5 separate regions of the Mus musculus genome follow, and all the other regions are linked to region 3. Evidence: chromatin contacts called from public Hi-C and HiChIP or PLAC-seq data. All regions are on one chromosome and are shown on one strand. Each heading gives the region's core, a stretch centred on a gene start, on an enhancer-like site or on the middle of the called end of the contact. The rest is flanking DNA. Distances are from core to core; before and after follow the strand shown.

Region 1 (2,700 bases), core at 96-2,595, 350 kb after region 3:
CACCTCTACCCCAGGTAATGAACTTATGAGAGAAAAGGATTACATTAGAATACTAGGGCTCAGTGGGTGGGGGTCATCAGATAGTCATTTCTTGAAATATGCCATGGCAGGTTTACACCACAAAAATAGTGTTTTTGTGTGTGTGTGTGTGTGTGTGTGTGTGTGTGTTGTGTGTGTGTGTGTGTGTGTGTAAAATGAGACTAGCTAGTCTGGCTAGCAATGCCACATGATCAGATCTGCCTATCCCCCATTCTCCCTCCACAGTTCTGGAGTCACATGACCAGCTCTTAATGTGTTTGGGATCTGAAGTCAGGTCTTCATGCTTACACAGCAAGCACTTTCTTAATCAGTATACTGAACAGTCTTCCAGGCATGGGATCTTTTTTATCTTGAGAACTTGTTTGCTATGAAAACCACTCACATCCAGGCTGCACAGCCAGAACAATGAAATTCGAATCTGTGTGTGTCTGAGGTGTGATGATTTCAGAACTCAGGTAGTTTTAAGATTCAGCTAAACTTGGACCTGGGGGCACTTTCTAAGCTAACTCCTCATTTTACACAGCAGGGGGTGGGATCAAAGGTGTAGATTAAAGCTGCCCCCCACTCCCGCAAGAAAACAAAACAAAACAAAAAACCCCACACCCCCAAACCAAAAAAACTCTGGTAGCTTCCAGGGTGATTTCCAGACCCTAGGACAATTCAACTTTCTCCTACAAAGTTAAAGGATGTGCAGCCTCATCTCTGTACCATTTGGCCTCTTTGGCTCTCCCCTCTGTCCCACATTCCTTTACCTGACCCTTCTTGTTAGCTATCAAGCAGCACTTGCTAGGAACTGAGGCTCCACATAAGGCTCCTGTAGGAAACAAGAGTCCCTGCCCTTACCATGCAGAGGAGCAACATTTCCGATGGTTCAGGATTCCTCAAAGTTGGGAATTGGGCCTTCACTCCTCAAAACATCCTGGTCCTTCTGTCCCAGGGAAGCCCCTCATCTGTATACAAAAGGATGGCCAGAGAAGGCAGCGGGCCCTTCTCCTAAGAGGGGATGAGTAATGAAAATACTTTACAAAGTACTTTCACAAGCATGATCTCATTTGGGTTGATGACCCAGGGGCTCCTGAATGGAGAAAGGAGTGGGGGGCTTGGGAATTCAAATTGCATCTCCATTGTCTTGGGAAACCCTTTCCGGCAAATAGGAGTCAGCAAATCCCCACCTTCCCATCCCTCCTTCTCAGTCCAGGAGCATTTAGAACTAATTGAATCACCAGCTCAGCTAATGCAGCCTCCATTAAGACCACAATGTCCCTAGGGAGAAGCCATTGAAGATAAGTAGAAAGAGCCACACCCAACTCCAGGATCACCCCAGCCCCCCACTGCCTTAGTCATCTTAGTGCCCCATGGACCTGCCTGTCTGACCCCTTAGATGTGTGGTGGGAGGGGCTGAGAGCAGGAATAATTTATGTACTCCATTTATTTCCTTATCCCAAGGAAAAAAATGTAATCTTAGTAGAATTGATAGATATACATTCCTAATAGGTGATGTGTTTCTCTTCTTGGTTTTTCTCTTGAAATAAACTCTTTCTCTTTTGGGGAAATTGAATCACAAAGTAAATAGCTGACTGCCCAAAGGTCGGGGGCAGGGGTGGGGGGAGCTGGAAAGGTAGCAATAAAAACTTGGTGCTCTGACTTGTTAACACTCAGACAACAGCAACTTTTATCTGAGGTAGGATGTTGGTTGGGTTTACTTACTGAATTATGCTAGCCGTTGGGTGGGGTTAGGAGATGGGGTTAGAGATGGGGTGAGGGGTTAGGAGAGGGAAGCAATCACAGCAAGACAGGCAGTCCAGGTTCTGGGAGTTGTGGGTCTGATGGCCAGGGTTAGTGTGGGAATGCTAAACTCCTATGTGTAAACGAAGAGAGGGAACTGGTTAACTTGGGTCAAGTGTGCTTTATCTCCCACCAGTGTGTTGGTGTACATGCTGTAGTTCTGTAAAGGCTGAACACTTACCAAGTCCTTCCAGAGCTCTCTTTCCATGCTCAAGTCACCATGACTATATCACCATATACACACTGCACACGGCAGGGCTCCCAGGGCTCCTCTCCCATCCCCCACGCAGCTCTGTGCCAGGGATGAAAGCGTGTCTGATTTGTAAGTTGGCCTTTCAGTTTCACCTGGTCTGTCTGCGCTCCATCTCCACTGTCTGGATTTCCTGGGTGATGATAGAGCAGGCAGCCATCAGCCAAGTCAGTCCAGCGCTGCTGAGGGCCCTGGTGATTAACGGTCAGTGTTTAGGTCAGCGATGAATTCTTTCAGAGAGGTTTGAGCTTTCCCTTTTAAAAAGAGAACAACACATTTGCATGTTGCATCACAGTATCTTTTTCTGAGAAAGATTGAACAAGACAAAAAAAAAGCACACAAAAATAAAAATATTATTTGCCACCACCCAGGAACAAATACTGCAAGTGTTTCTTGCCAACTTTTTAACTAAAATGTGAAACACACACACACACACACACACACACAATACATGTATTTATATTCACACATATATCTACATAAGAGTACAGTCTCCATGATCCAAAGTGTACCCTCTTATCCAGAGTGGCTTTATTTTGGCTATATACCTATATATCTATTGTTTCACCAATAGAAGGGCAGTCTCAGAGATTAGAGTGGAGTTGAAAAATCAACTAGTGATGTCT
Region 2 (2,700 bases), core at 56-2,555, 340 kb before region 3:
CACTGACTAAAGGCAAAGACAGGGGGAAGAGAATGGTAGACTGCGTGGCCCTTTAGCCTCTGAATGACTGTTAGGACGTCACCTCACTTCTCTAGGCACTATTTCCCTTTATGGAGGAGGTATGGCAGAGTAACTGGATTCACTAATTGAGAAACATGTACTAAGCACCTACTATTTACAGCACCGCACTAGACAGAGCAAATACAGCAAACAAAATGCACAAGACTAGAAAGACGGACTTGTCACAACTCTTTAGCTCTAAAATCCCATGACTTTCCAGAGCTTCACATAATAATTCAATCTACCATGCATGAGGTCCAAGGAGACTGGTTTAAAAAATCATTTTTCTGTAATATGTCTTTCAGATTTCAAATAATATGAACAAAATGGAAAGAATATAAAATAGTAGGGCTAACTTAAGAAACAGGTAGTTTCTTCAAAAAGTTAAATGCAAAGTTCCATGGGATGGCTCAGTAGATAAAGGCACTCACCAACAAAGCTGCCAACCTGACTTTGGCCCCATAACCCAGAGCTGAAGGAAGGAGCCATTTCCTCCAAGTAGTCCTCTCACCTCATGTGCTATGACACACATGTCATTTACTGTGTACATACACTAAGTAGATAGGTAAATGTGTAAATAAAAGAATAAATTAAACACACATATAAAAACAGTTTGAATGGAATTACCCTTTATCAGGGCAACAAAGCATCTATTAGACATCACAAGATGCCAAATTAAAAAGCCAATGCAATGAAGGGTTACTTCCTTTGGCGTTGTTGGCAAGTGAAGTCCCATCAATACACCCATCCCACACAATATTATAGGCTCTAGCCAATGCTTTTGGTTATCCTTCACAATGTGTCAGTAAGCCCACACTGCTGAAAACACTGTTTGCTGGAGTGACAGAACGAGGGAATTCAAGCTGGTGCTGAGTGGGAAGCTTCACCCCCACTGGCGAGAGTTCATAGTGCGAGAAGGTGCTGTGTACAGTACAAGAGGATAAAATGAATCGACAATCTTACCTAGCTGTGAGCCCTGTCACTACAATGACTGGCCTGACAGGACAGGCCCACTGGTACAACAGTAGCCAGAATGCCACTGGAGTACTCTCCATTTTCCAATTGAAGTTAAGGCCAAGAACATGTGGCTAGCCATGTCACAGTCCCTAGAAGGGAAGCTACTACTATCACTCTGCTAAATGGATAGTGTTGAGCCAGCTTCCACTGACTTATTGCTAAACCCATAAATGGATGCAAGAGCCAACTCTCAGCAGAGAAAGTTTCCCTTTGCAGCAGATGGTAATGAACACGGAGACCCACACGTGATCTAAGGGCAGAGAATGAGGAACTGAGACTGCTCCATGCTGAAGGTGCATCTAGATCACATGTGCTAATCCTAAGGCTCAGGGGTTGTGGCAGAAAAAGGTATGGAAGGATCACAAGACCCATAATGTGGATGACTGCAAGAAAACAGTGGCTTTCAAACACCACAGAGAAGTTGCACCAATGAATTCTCAGCAATTGAGCTAGCACAAACAAGACCTGAGCTGGCTCAGGCCAGACAAATCCAGCATGAAGAAGGGAGGTAAGCATAAAGTCTCACCACCGACAAAAAAATGTTGGCAGTTAATAGCTAATAAAAAGTGAGGTGTTTTTCTTAAATGGTACATGACCAAATGGGTGATTACATTCCAGTGAAGTCCACATACACAAGAGTATATGTGCAGAACCAACTATAACCAACTGTTTAAAAAGTCAAAAAGGTATTAAACCAATTTGGATGGTTAAGGAATGTGGAGAGGTGAGTGGAGGGGATGATGACAATCAAAATGCATTACATGGAATCTTCAAAGAATTAATAAAATTAAAAATATAAGAAACAGTAAGAATACTGGAACTGAGATAGGTAGGCTATTACACAAATGACCCTTAAAAACTTTACACTGTATAATAGACCAATACACAAAGGCAATGTAATGAACAATCTCATTTATAGAGAGTATAGAGAAAAAAATAGATATATGGAGTCAAAGGGAAGTTGGTGGTTACCAAAGGTTGAGAAAAAGGAAAAGGAGACACTGGTGATGGTGATTGACAGTTGATGACCAACTTCCTTTCTGAATGACAAACACATTCCAGTTTTAGAAAGTGTTGATAATTGAGAGAATATTAAAATATTAAAAGAAACTAATACTATCTTCTAAAATGATATTTTACTAAAGGTAAATTGTATCTTAACTTTTTAAAATTTCAAATTATTTAAAATTATACAAAAATGTTGGTTCTAATACTCAATAAAATAAATTAACTAACAAAAGGAAGGAAGGAAATTTCATAAACAAATGGAAGGCTGATAATTTCCTAAAGAAATATTTTAAATAATGTTCAAACCATTATTGCAAAGAAGTTTTATACTTGGTTCATTATTTTAGGTCCAAGGAAAACATCATTAAAATTGATTATCACACAACATAAAAAGCCATGTTTCTGTCAATTCTTTCCCTAATAGCCTAAGACTCCATTGTTTCAATACTATTGTACTTATTAAGTCATTATCCTACCCGCTTCTCCTTTATCAGTCTTTCCAACCCAACTATTAATAACCTTGATATTTATCCTGCAGTCATCTCTCCCTTGGTTAGTACTCACCCTGATCCTTCAGCTTTTCTGGGGCATCAATACACCTTCAGTTAAACTGAG
Region 3 (2,700 bases), core at 189-2,688:
TTCTCAAGAGAAGCAAGCTCAACTGTGATGTAATGGGAGGACGCAGACAGGGGCAGGCAGTTTCAGAACTGCAGGAGAATATCATGTGATTTAGAGCACATGTGTTGAAAAGAACGACACAATGAGATGAAGGGCACTGCTGCTATATGCTGGGATATAGCAGCGGGAGGGACATAGTGTCTTGCGCTACAGATTCTGACATGCTGACAAATAACTGAAGCTCAAAAATATTTCTTCAACATTGTGGATCCCTTTGGCCTAGGAGGATGCCATGGTATGCTGTATTCTCTGTCTTTTAATGTTGAGAAGGGCAAATTGAAAAAGGTATTTTTGTTCAGCTAGTTCTGTCCCCTCCCCTCCCATCCCCCTTCTGCCCCACTCTTCTTCTTCCCTCTTGTTTTTTCTCCTCCTTCACATAGCTCAGGCCTGGGGCATTGCATAGACAACTGAGCTACATCAGTAGTCCCATCCATCTAATTTCTAAATGAAAGGGTATTTCTCTGGCTCCATAAATCTAAGATCATACTGTACTTTTAGCAACAGTGTTTGACAGCAAACAAACAAACAAACAAACAAAAAAGCAAAACAAAAAAACCCTAAAATCAACCAAATAACCAAATAACAACAAAACTGAAACTGTGTGTGTGGTTATCCTAACATTTTTAGACTTCTTGGAGGTAAAGTACCAAGCTAGAAACTTTCCAAAACAGATCATCTCTACTTTGTCTAACGCTGCTATAACTCCTCCATGAACGGACCATTTTCCTCTGTCTAATCATCCTGTGATCTAACTTATGTAAGTGAATAAGAGACACAAACACGAGAAGCAGTGTTCTGTCTGTATCTTTGTGTAAATAATTTTTCCTGTGCATTTTTGCATGTAGATTTGAAAGCCCTACATTAAAAGTTGCATTTCATACAGACTGACAAATACCAAAGTCATAAGATAGGAACATAGGCATATGTAGTCTCGGCCCCTTTAAAAGACTAAGTGGCAAAATGCTAAGTTTAGTTGTTACAGGTTTGTGAATTGGAATATACAAGTTGTTTGTTTAGGGGAGTGCATCTTCCATATCTAGCTTTGAGAGCCTGTATTTACCTAACTTACCTAAGGTTCTAGAGTCAACTGCAAAACAAGCTGGTTGGGTGAACCAACTTTTTTGAAAGTAGACCAGAAGGAGGCCTTCAGGGCTGTCAAGACTACAACTCCCAGAATGCTCGGTTCACTTTACAGTTTAGGGAGTGAGACCTGTCACAGCACCTATCGCTCCGGATCGAGACTACAATTCCCATTATTCTCAGAGGCTCCGGAAGCCCTATTAAGCACCACCTGTTGCCATAGCATCCGGGTCCAATCCAGCCAATCCTAGTGCACCTTCTGATAAGAGGCGGGCAGTTTGCTTCTCGGGCTAACCCGAAGCGGCCTACTTCTGGCACGTGACCGGAGGAGGCGGGCTTTTGGGACCGGCGCCTTCTCCTTGCTTCTTTTTTGGGGTCGTGGCCTTGCTCCTGCCCTGCAAGAGAAGCGTCCAGGGCTTTCACGCGCAAGTGTGCGCGTGGGTCCTGACGTGCTCGTAGGTCCACGCTCCAGACTCTGCGGGGACAGAAGCAGGAGCCATGGGCGGGACCGCTAGCACCCGCCGGGTCACCTTCGAGGCGGACGAGAACGAGAACATCACCGTGGTGAAGGGCATCCGGGTGAGTGCCGTGGGCGGGCGGAGGGCAGCCTTTGACCTCGGATCCCAACGCTGAAATGTGCCTGGGACAGCTGCACCTGCTTTCTCCGCTCTCGGCCCGCCCTGCTGTCCCGCTAGAAGTCTGGGTCTCTGGGAAGAAGCTCGTAGTTTCAAGACTCCGAACCTCCATTCAGAGAAAGTTCTTGGTTGTGTGCCAGGAGCCATGCACTGTGCCGGGGTGGTGGTGCCGGGTCACCACGGTCGTCCTTGCTCACTAGTTGCAGGACTTTATTAAAACTCTTGCTTCACTGTGCTGGTCCGTGTGCCTCCTGTACAGGACCCAAGCCCTTCTTTTCCACGCACAGTTCTTTCTCAGAGTGAATTGGTGTTTTAAGGATTACTCTTCTTTGCCTCTGTTATTCCCTGCCCCTCTTCTGGTATTACCATTCAAGTCATTCCTGACCCTGCTGCTAATTTCTGGCTTCTGGCTCTTTCCCTTCCACCTGATAATTTCGTTTTCCCAGGCGCCTCCCCTGTGGTTTGTTGGCCCAAGTTATGAACCTGACCCAGTTGGACTATACAGGCCTATAACTGCCAGCCTGCTAGGGGCGGAGGTCGGTTTGCAGGCCTTCAAGGTTGTAGAACTGAGACAACTTCTAAGGGATCGTTATAGAGACTTATTAAATGCCCTCTGCATGTACTTGATACATGAACTGAAAACTTGAATTTCCTCTAGGGCGTTAGTATACACACTAACAACTTTAATATTCTCCTTTGCCTCGACTTTGGAGCTTCATGCTTTGGGAAGTACACTTACTTGTATCTAGTAAATAGAGCACTATGACTTCAGAAGGTTTTAGAGTACTTTATATTTTCTGTCTACTGCTTTTACACAACTACTCTTAATTAACTATGTAAGAGTTACAAGGAAATAAAAACTTAAAAACATTTCAACTGCTTGAAAACTTTTTCCTTTGAAATTTGTTACTTTGAAAAGAACTTATTAAAGTTTTATTGATTAGAA
Region 4 (2,700 bases), core at 112-2,611, 260 kb after region 3:
CCTGTTCTCAAGTTCACATTCCTAACAGGCATGGTGATCTGATGACCAGGAGAGGCTGGAAATAGTTTGCGGTTTCTCCAGAGACAGTAAAGTAAAAAACAGCTACCCCAAAGCCAGCCACCTGCCAGCTCATGAACTCCATTACAAAATGCAAGTGCCGTAGCCCGCTCTGGGCTCCTAGTGTACTGTGATGCCTCACAGTCTATGAGGTATAGTCCATGGAAGGTGAGGGACTTTGAAGATGCAATAAGAGTGCAGGGTGACAAAACCAGGACTGAAACTTAAGTTATAGCATGGGCAGTAGGCTGGTAGCCAAGCAGCTTTTCCGTTGAGACTTGATCTTGTGCTAAACTGTAAAGATCAGAGTGCCTGACTACTGAGAGAATGCCAAGTCAAGACCTTGACCAGTGAAGCTAGCTAGATCCCAAAATTACACTTCCCAAAACTAATGTCCATAGTCCTCTCATTTCTAAACTATGAACGAAATCTCCGGTATTGGTTATTTCCAAAATAGAAGACTCCAAGATTATCATGTATGGAGGAATTTGTCTAGGAAAAATCTGTCAAGGACACTGTATTTTACCTCCCCTGTAATTTGGATTTGTGTTCAGCTAGGCTTCAAAGTATTCCCCTCGTATTGAGCCTGAAAAGGTTCTGGAAACAGGAATATCTGTTACTTGGAAATCCCGGCTCTTGCACGGGAAAAATACTTAATGCCGGAGCGGGCTGTTTGTGGCTGTGTGCCGATGAGTTCCCGGTGACATGTTGACCGGACTCTTGGAGCTGGAGGACTTGGAAATCATCAACCCCACCCCTATCTTTTCCTTAGCACAGTTCCAGAGTAGGAATGAACCATACATAGCAGAGCTCATTACCTGCTCTGAATTTCAAACCCAGGAGGGCACAGACATGTGTGAACCTCACGGGCTCTGAAATTTATAAATTGTGCATGGCCAACCTTCCCCTTAAGGATTCTGAACTGGAAGATTAGAAGTGGGGCTCAAGCACCCCAAACTTGCACCAAATTCTGCAGGGTCTGTCTGGTTCTCTTCATGACAAGGCATGCCACTGTCACAAGCTACCTGTCCAGGCTACCTAGAAGTCTAAACTCACTGTCCGTGGAATGCATCTAAACTCACTGTCCCTAGGATACATCTAAACTCACTGTCCCTAGGATGCATCTAAACTGAGCTTGGGAGAAGGCAGAAACCACTCCAGTAAAAGTGCTTTCCATCTTGTGACCTCCAAAGCAGAAGGTCATCCTGGGGGAGTCCCCGCAGCACTCACAGCAGGTGCCAAACGAGCCCTGAGCCTGTCTCCGGGCTAACACCCTCCACAGTGACAGTCAGATCCCCAGAATCTCCTTGGCTGAGAAGCCCATCTAGTATAACAGAAAGCACAATGGCAAATCAAGGGCAGCCTGTGGGAAGGCCTCTGGCCACAGGTTTTTATTGTTCCCTGACTTCTCTATTGTTTCTTAGTGGCTGGATGGCTGCACACAGGTGGTCTTGCTCCTCCTGTGGGGCGGAGGCTCATCGAGTTTGAAGCTGTCAGAGCAAGTTGTGTCTGTCGTGTGTCCCCCCCCCCCCCCCAGCCCCAGCCCTACCCATCCTAGGGATCTGTTTCTCACTCTTTCTGAGAGAAATACTTTGCTTTACGGCATTTTCCCTTTTTTAAAAAAGTTGAATTTGATATAAGAAATATTACCATGGATTTTCATTTTTCTTAATAGGTATTTCCCAGGGCTCCTTTTCTAAAAGTTTGAGCTGTAGTCTCACTGTTTTGTCTACTTCTGTGGCAAGTTGTATAAACAGTTAATTGCTTGTAAGTTAATTTGAATGTCACACAGAGACATGGATGATATGAAATGAGATCCAGGGAAAGTTGACTGGTGTCTCCTACAACAGCAGAAAGCACAACCCTGACTGGAGGGAGCATACCAAATCCAAAACTACTCAGGCCACCCAGCTGGCAGGCAACAGTGCTTCGGAAGCTAACCTGGAGGACGTTCTTCCTCTCTCCCCCACCGTCCTCTCATTGACTTTCCCCATCACAGGTCAGCCCTAGCTCGCCTAAGTGAAAACTCAGTCCTGAGGCTGTGCCTGACTGGGGACCTGCTGCTATGTTAGTCCTCCTGCCCACACCTAATTCTACTGAGTCTGAAAGCTTGGGGAGATGCTAGCTAGCTCTTGGTGGTCTCTTTTTAAATCCCATTCTCTGGGTAATGATTGCTTAGCAATACCGGGTTGCTTGTAAATCTACTGAGACAGCCAGTGGCTGTCCACTGCTAGTCAGCCTCTGTAAGAAAGCGGAGATTCAGAAACTGGAGATGGCTGTGGAACAAAAATATTTGAGAAAAGTGCTTGAAATCATTTTAATAAGTGGAAATGACATACTGTCGTAGGTCTCCGGGGCACTGTTCCTGTTTGACAGAGTGAGTTCATCAGTGGCTGGAACTGAAAGAGCTATCAGAAAAGAGCAGTGTTGGTTCCTGAACCATTCACTCCTTTTGGTAATTTACGCAGCTGTTTACAGAAGGCGTTTCTGCAGACCCAACTATGTGAATGAGGAATTTCTTTCTCCACATTAAGATTAAGTGTTAGCATTTCCTTAAATGAAAGCAGCAGGGTTTTTAATATAGCTTGCAAAGCTTCTCCTTCATTCTTTAGGGAATTTCCTATGTTAATTTATGCAGTGTTA
Region 5 (2,700 bases), core at 48-2,547, 280 kb after region 3:
ACAGCTAGCTTGCAAATAGAAACTGGAAGGGTAGGAAGACCGAGGTGTATGGAATATTATACAGTCACGCACAGTAATACAAATGGGTGGACTATGGCTACACACATACACACAGACGATGCTGTTGAACACAAGTCCACTGCTGGAGCTGAGAACAGAGCTCGATTGGTAGAGTACTTACTAATATGCTTTAGGCTCTGGGTTTGAGCCGTAGCACCGTATGAAACCTAGTGATGCACACCTGTAATCCAGCACTTTGGGCATGAAGGCCAGAGGATCTAAAGTTTCTTACCCTTGGCTACACAGCTAAAGCCTGGGCTATGTGAGATGCCCCCCCCCCCAAAGAAAAGACAAACTCTGTAGATTTGTGGGTAGTGTGGGTAAAGGATGCTTTTGTAGCAACTCTATTTCAAAACCAAAAATCATCACTAATGAATAGCAATGACCTTACTGTGTGTGTGCAGTTTCCATCCATGGGAGTAAGGGGATGGGGCTCCAGGTCCTGCTGATGGTTCAAGTCTTTGAGTACTCAGTCTGTTTGCTTGAGGTCTCACTACTCTCTAGGGCTGTCTTGGAACGTCTGGATTTTATGAGTGTGAGCAATTCCCTCCCCCCTGCCCAGCCTCCCGAATAGCCAAGGTCACAGACATGCATTTCCATGCCTGGCTGGTATATTTAATTTCTAATAATTTGTTGAGATTCATATTTACAGCTTACATTTTATGATAACAAGGATTGAAAATAAATATGCACAAGTTTGGGTTGTTCCTACATCAAGGATTGCCACACTCGATGACAATTTCAGTAAGCCCTGCTCCAAGCCATCTCTCTGCACAGAATATTTATGTCCACCACCTCCCGTCCCAGTAATCCTATTATTCCCATTTTCAGATAGGGAAACTGGGGCTTGGAGTTTACATAATTTGTTCAGAGTCTCACAGCTCGTAAACTGGACCTTAATCCTTCCCTCTGCAGAAGGCTTTCTCCCACCTACTTTCAAAGTCCCCTTTTGCGCAGCCCAGCCTGGTTCTATTCTATAGCCCTTGAGAGTTCCAATTGCTTAAACGCCGCTCCCCTGCCCCCCACCTCTTGTCTAGTACGCGTTTGTAGAGTATAATTCTGTGGGCCGAACCAATCGAAGCCCCTACTCTTCCTCACCTTACCCTCTGTCATGAGTGCTGCAGCAAACTTCCTGAGGTTTCAGGCAGAGGGAAAATGACTGCAGAGCCTCCAGCCTGTGGCTGATGCTAATTTTGCTCGTTGGGGTCTGTCAGACAATTTCCCTACTTCCTTTTTTTACTTCCCTTGAGTTCCAAGACATCTGTGCGACTGCGTGGAGCTCCCTCCCTCCTCCTGCCACCCAGGAAGCCAGAGACTGAGAGGCGGCTGAGCTGTGCGCCCACTGTGTCTGCCACCGGAGGGTGTCCCAGGTGCAGCCACTCAGCGGGCCCCAGGTGGGCCACTGGGGTACCGGGCCCAGAGCCCAGCCGTGCTAAATAAAGCTCTCAGGGCCACGTGCCTGCTAGGTTCTCAAGGTCTTCTGAGGTGAAAGATGGGAAGGAATGTAGCAGTTGGGCTGGAATTTTCCGCCTCTACTCTAGCAATTTGTTACTGGTGTATTGGTTTTCGAAGCTAGGCTGCTCAATAACACAGATACAAAGCAGCCCCGAGTAGGGCTGCGTGAAATATCACCAGCGCAGCTTCGGCCACCTGCCTTCAGAAGGAAGGAAGGAAGGAAGGAAGGGAAGGAGGGAGGGACGGAGGGAGGGACGGAGGGACGGAGGAAGAAGGACGAAAAGAAAGAAATCGAAGTCCCATAAATCTATACATTTTTCCTGCGTAATTGTGACCACAATCTCAAGTTGTCCTGAACTGCTAATTATTTGTACCTAGCCTTCAAACCTCCCCAACCTATTCCTTACTCTTGGAACATTCTGTTGCCCAAAATGCCACCATCTTCCTGTTGCCCGAGCCTGGCTGTCCATGGATTTCTCCTTCACCCTCTAATGCCCCCAGACTTCTAGAACAATCTATTTGGCCCTGACAGCCTTTTAGAGTCACGAGAACATAAGCCAATCCTTTGTTTTATAGACAGCTTGAAGACACATAAATAATGTCCTATGTGAGGATTACAGGGCACTAAAAAGGTTACAGGCAGTCTATAATATCCTACAGGGAAATCTCTATAAATCTGTAGGGGGTGGGGTGAAGGGCCAAGCTCTTCCGGTTCTTTCCATAATCTCTCGCTGCAGGGTGCAATAAATACTGTTCATTGTCACCTCCCTAAAAGTTAACACTTTCCCTCCTGACAGATCTTGAGTTTGTGAGGGTGACTAAGTCTCTTAGGAAGCAACCACCTTTCCCCAACCCAGCAAAGAATCTTCATTACGATTCTAAGCCAAAATGGTAATTCTACTTCCCTTGCCAGTGATTGGCTTGGGGCCGTGCATGTGATATTATGCTAGCCAATGAGGAGGGAGGGAAGTCTGCCTCATGTTTCTGGAAATGTTAAAAAAAAAAAAAAGAGGTGTGAATGAGGTTGGAGTCTATTTCCTCTCGTGGCCACAGACATCACAGCGTGAGTATACAAGATCTGTGCTTCGGTGGCCACGTTGTGATCCTGAAGACAGAAGCTAGACAAAGAAGGCAACAGGGAAAAACGATGGGAACCGCTTGCTGTATCATGATGTTAAGCTACAG

Evidence for each region. HiChIP or PLAC-seq counts read pairs in DNA pulled down with a chosen protein or histone mark. A called contact is a pair of places that touch in the nucleus more often than the background predicts.
Region 1: a contact with region 3 is called in a CTCF HiChIP or PLAC-seq map of the NIH/3T3 cell line, with 6 read pairs. The contact joins the enhancer-like site here to the promoter of Chchd3 in region 3. A contact is called at or near these places in 2 of 39 promoter capture datasets (both in the 3T3-L1 cell line), 1 of 15 datasets of contacts at CTCF or cohesin (the NIH/3T3 cell line), 1 of 484 Hi-C or Micro-C datasets (the N1E-115 cell line) and 1 of 115 datasets of contacts at active chromatin or transcription factors (forebrain).
Region 2: a Hi-C map of myeloid progenitors shows a contact between it and region 3, with 4 times the contacts expected there. The contact joins the enhancer-like site here to the promoter of Chchd3 in region 3. A contact is called at or near these places in 3 of 39 promoter capture datasets (hippocampal neurons, liver and pre-B cells), 6 of 484 Hi-C or Micro-C datasets (cerebral cortex, cortical neurons, myeloid progenitors and 2 more) and 1 of 115 datasets of contacts at active chromatin or transcription factors (bone marrow-derived macrophages).
Region 4: an H3K27ac HiChIP or PLAC-seq map of embryonic stem cells shows a contact between it and region 3, with 2.1 times the contacts expected there. The contact joins the enhancer-like site here to the promoter of Chchd3 in region 3. A contact is called at or near these places in 5 of 39 promoter capture datasets (the 3T3-L1 cell line, the C10 cell line, liver and 1 more), 2 of 484 Hi-C or Micro-C datasets (bone marrow-derived macrophages and embryonic fibroblasts), 3 of 115 datasets of contacts at active chromatin or transcription factors (the 230-238 cell line, bone marrow-derived macrophages and embryonic stem cells) and 3 of 9 other capture datasets (liver, macrophages and pancreatic islet).
Region 5: a contact with region 3 is called in a Hi-C map of bone marrow-derived macrophages, with 20 read pairs. The contact joins the enhancer-like site here to the promoter of Chchd3 in region 3. A contact is called at or near these places in 2 of 39 promoter capture datasets (3T3-L1-derived adipocytes and liver), 2 of 484 Hi-C or Micro-C datasets (both in bone marrow-derived macrophages) and 2 of 115 datasets of contacts at active chromatin or transcription factors (bone marrow-derived macrophages and embryonic stem cells).

What each region holds. Positions count from the first base shown.
Region 1 is chr6:32,705,201-32,707,900 of GRCm38.p6, reverse strand. No RefSeq gene overlaps it. Among named protein-coding and RNA genes, the nearest start is that of Gm32007, 49 kb to the right of the region's middle. Within about 2 kb of position 1,345, at least 13 of the 459 cell types and tissues checked have an H3K27ac peak or open chromatin away from gene starts, as enhancers often do. A contact at or near this core is called in the N1E-115 cell line and the NIH/3T3 cell line, where this site is marked.
Region 2 is chr6:33,399,981-33,402,680 of GRCm38.p6, reverse strand. All of the region lies in intron 7 of Exoc4 (exocyst complex component 4), which reads right to left. Among named protein-coding and RNA genes, the nearest start is that of Gm38785, 42 kb to the left of the region's middle. Within about 2 kb of position 1,305, at least 20 of the 459 cell types and tissues checked have an H3K27ac peak or open chromatin away from gene starts, as enhancers often do. A contact at or near this core is called in bone marrow-derived macrophages and myeloid progenitors, where this site is marked.
Region 3 is chr6:33,058,998-33,061,697 of GRCm38.p6, reverse strand. It overlaps Chchd3 (coiled-coil-helix-coiled-coil-helix domain containing 3), which reads left to right and starts at 1,438. Exons shown (of 8, transcript NM_025336.2): 1 at 1,438-1,698. The coding sequence starts at 1,618.
Region 4 is chr6:32,796,357-32,799,056 of GRCm38.p6, reverse strand. All of the region lies in intron 7 of Chchd3 (coiled-coil-helix-coiled-coil-helix domain containing 3), which reads left to right. Among named protein-coding and RNA genes, the nearest start is that of Gm32007, 140 kb to the right of the region's middle. Within about 2 kb of position 1,361, at least 37 of the 459 cell types and tissues checked have an H3K27ac peak or open chromatin away from gene starts, as enhancers often do. A contact at or near this core is called in embryonic stem cells, where this site is marked.
Region 5 is chr6:32,779,493-32,782,192 of GRCm38.p6, reverse strand. No RefSeq gene overlaps it. Among named protein-coding and RNA genes, the nearest start is that of Gm32007, 120 kb to the right of the region's middle. Within about 2 kb of position 1,297, at least 48 of the 459 cell types and tissues checked have an H3K27ac peak or open chromatin away from gene starts, as enhancers often do. A contact at or near this core is called in bone marrow-derived macrophages, where this site is marked.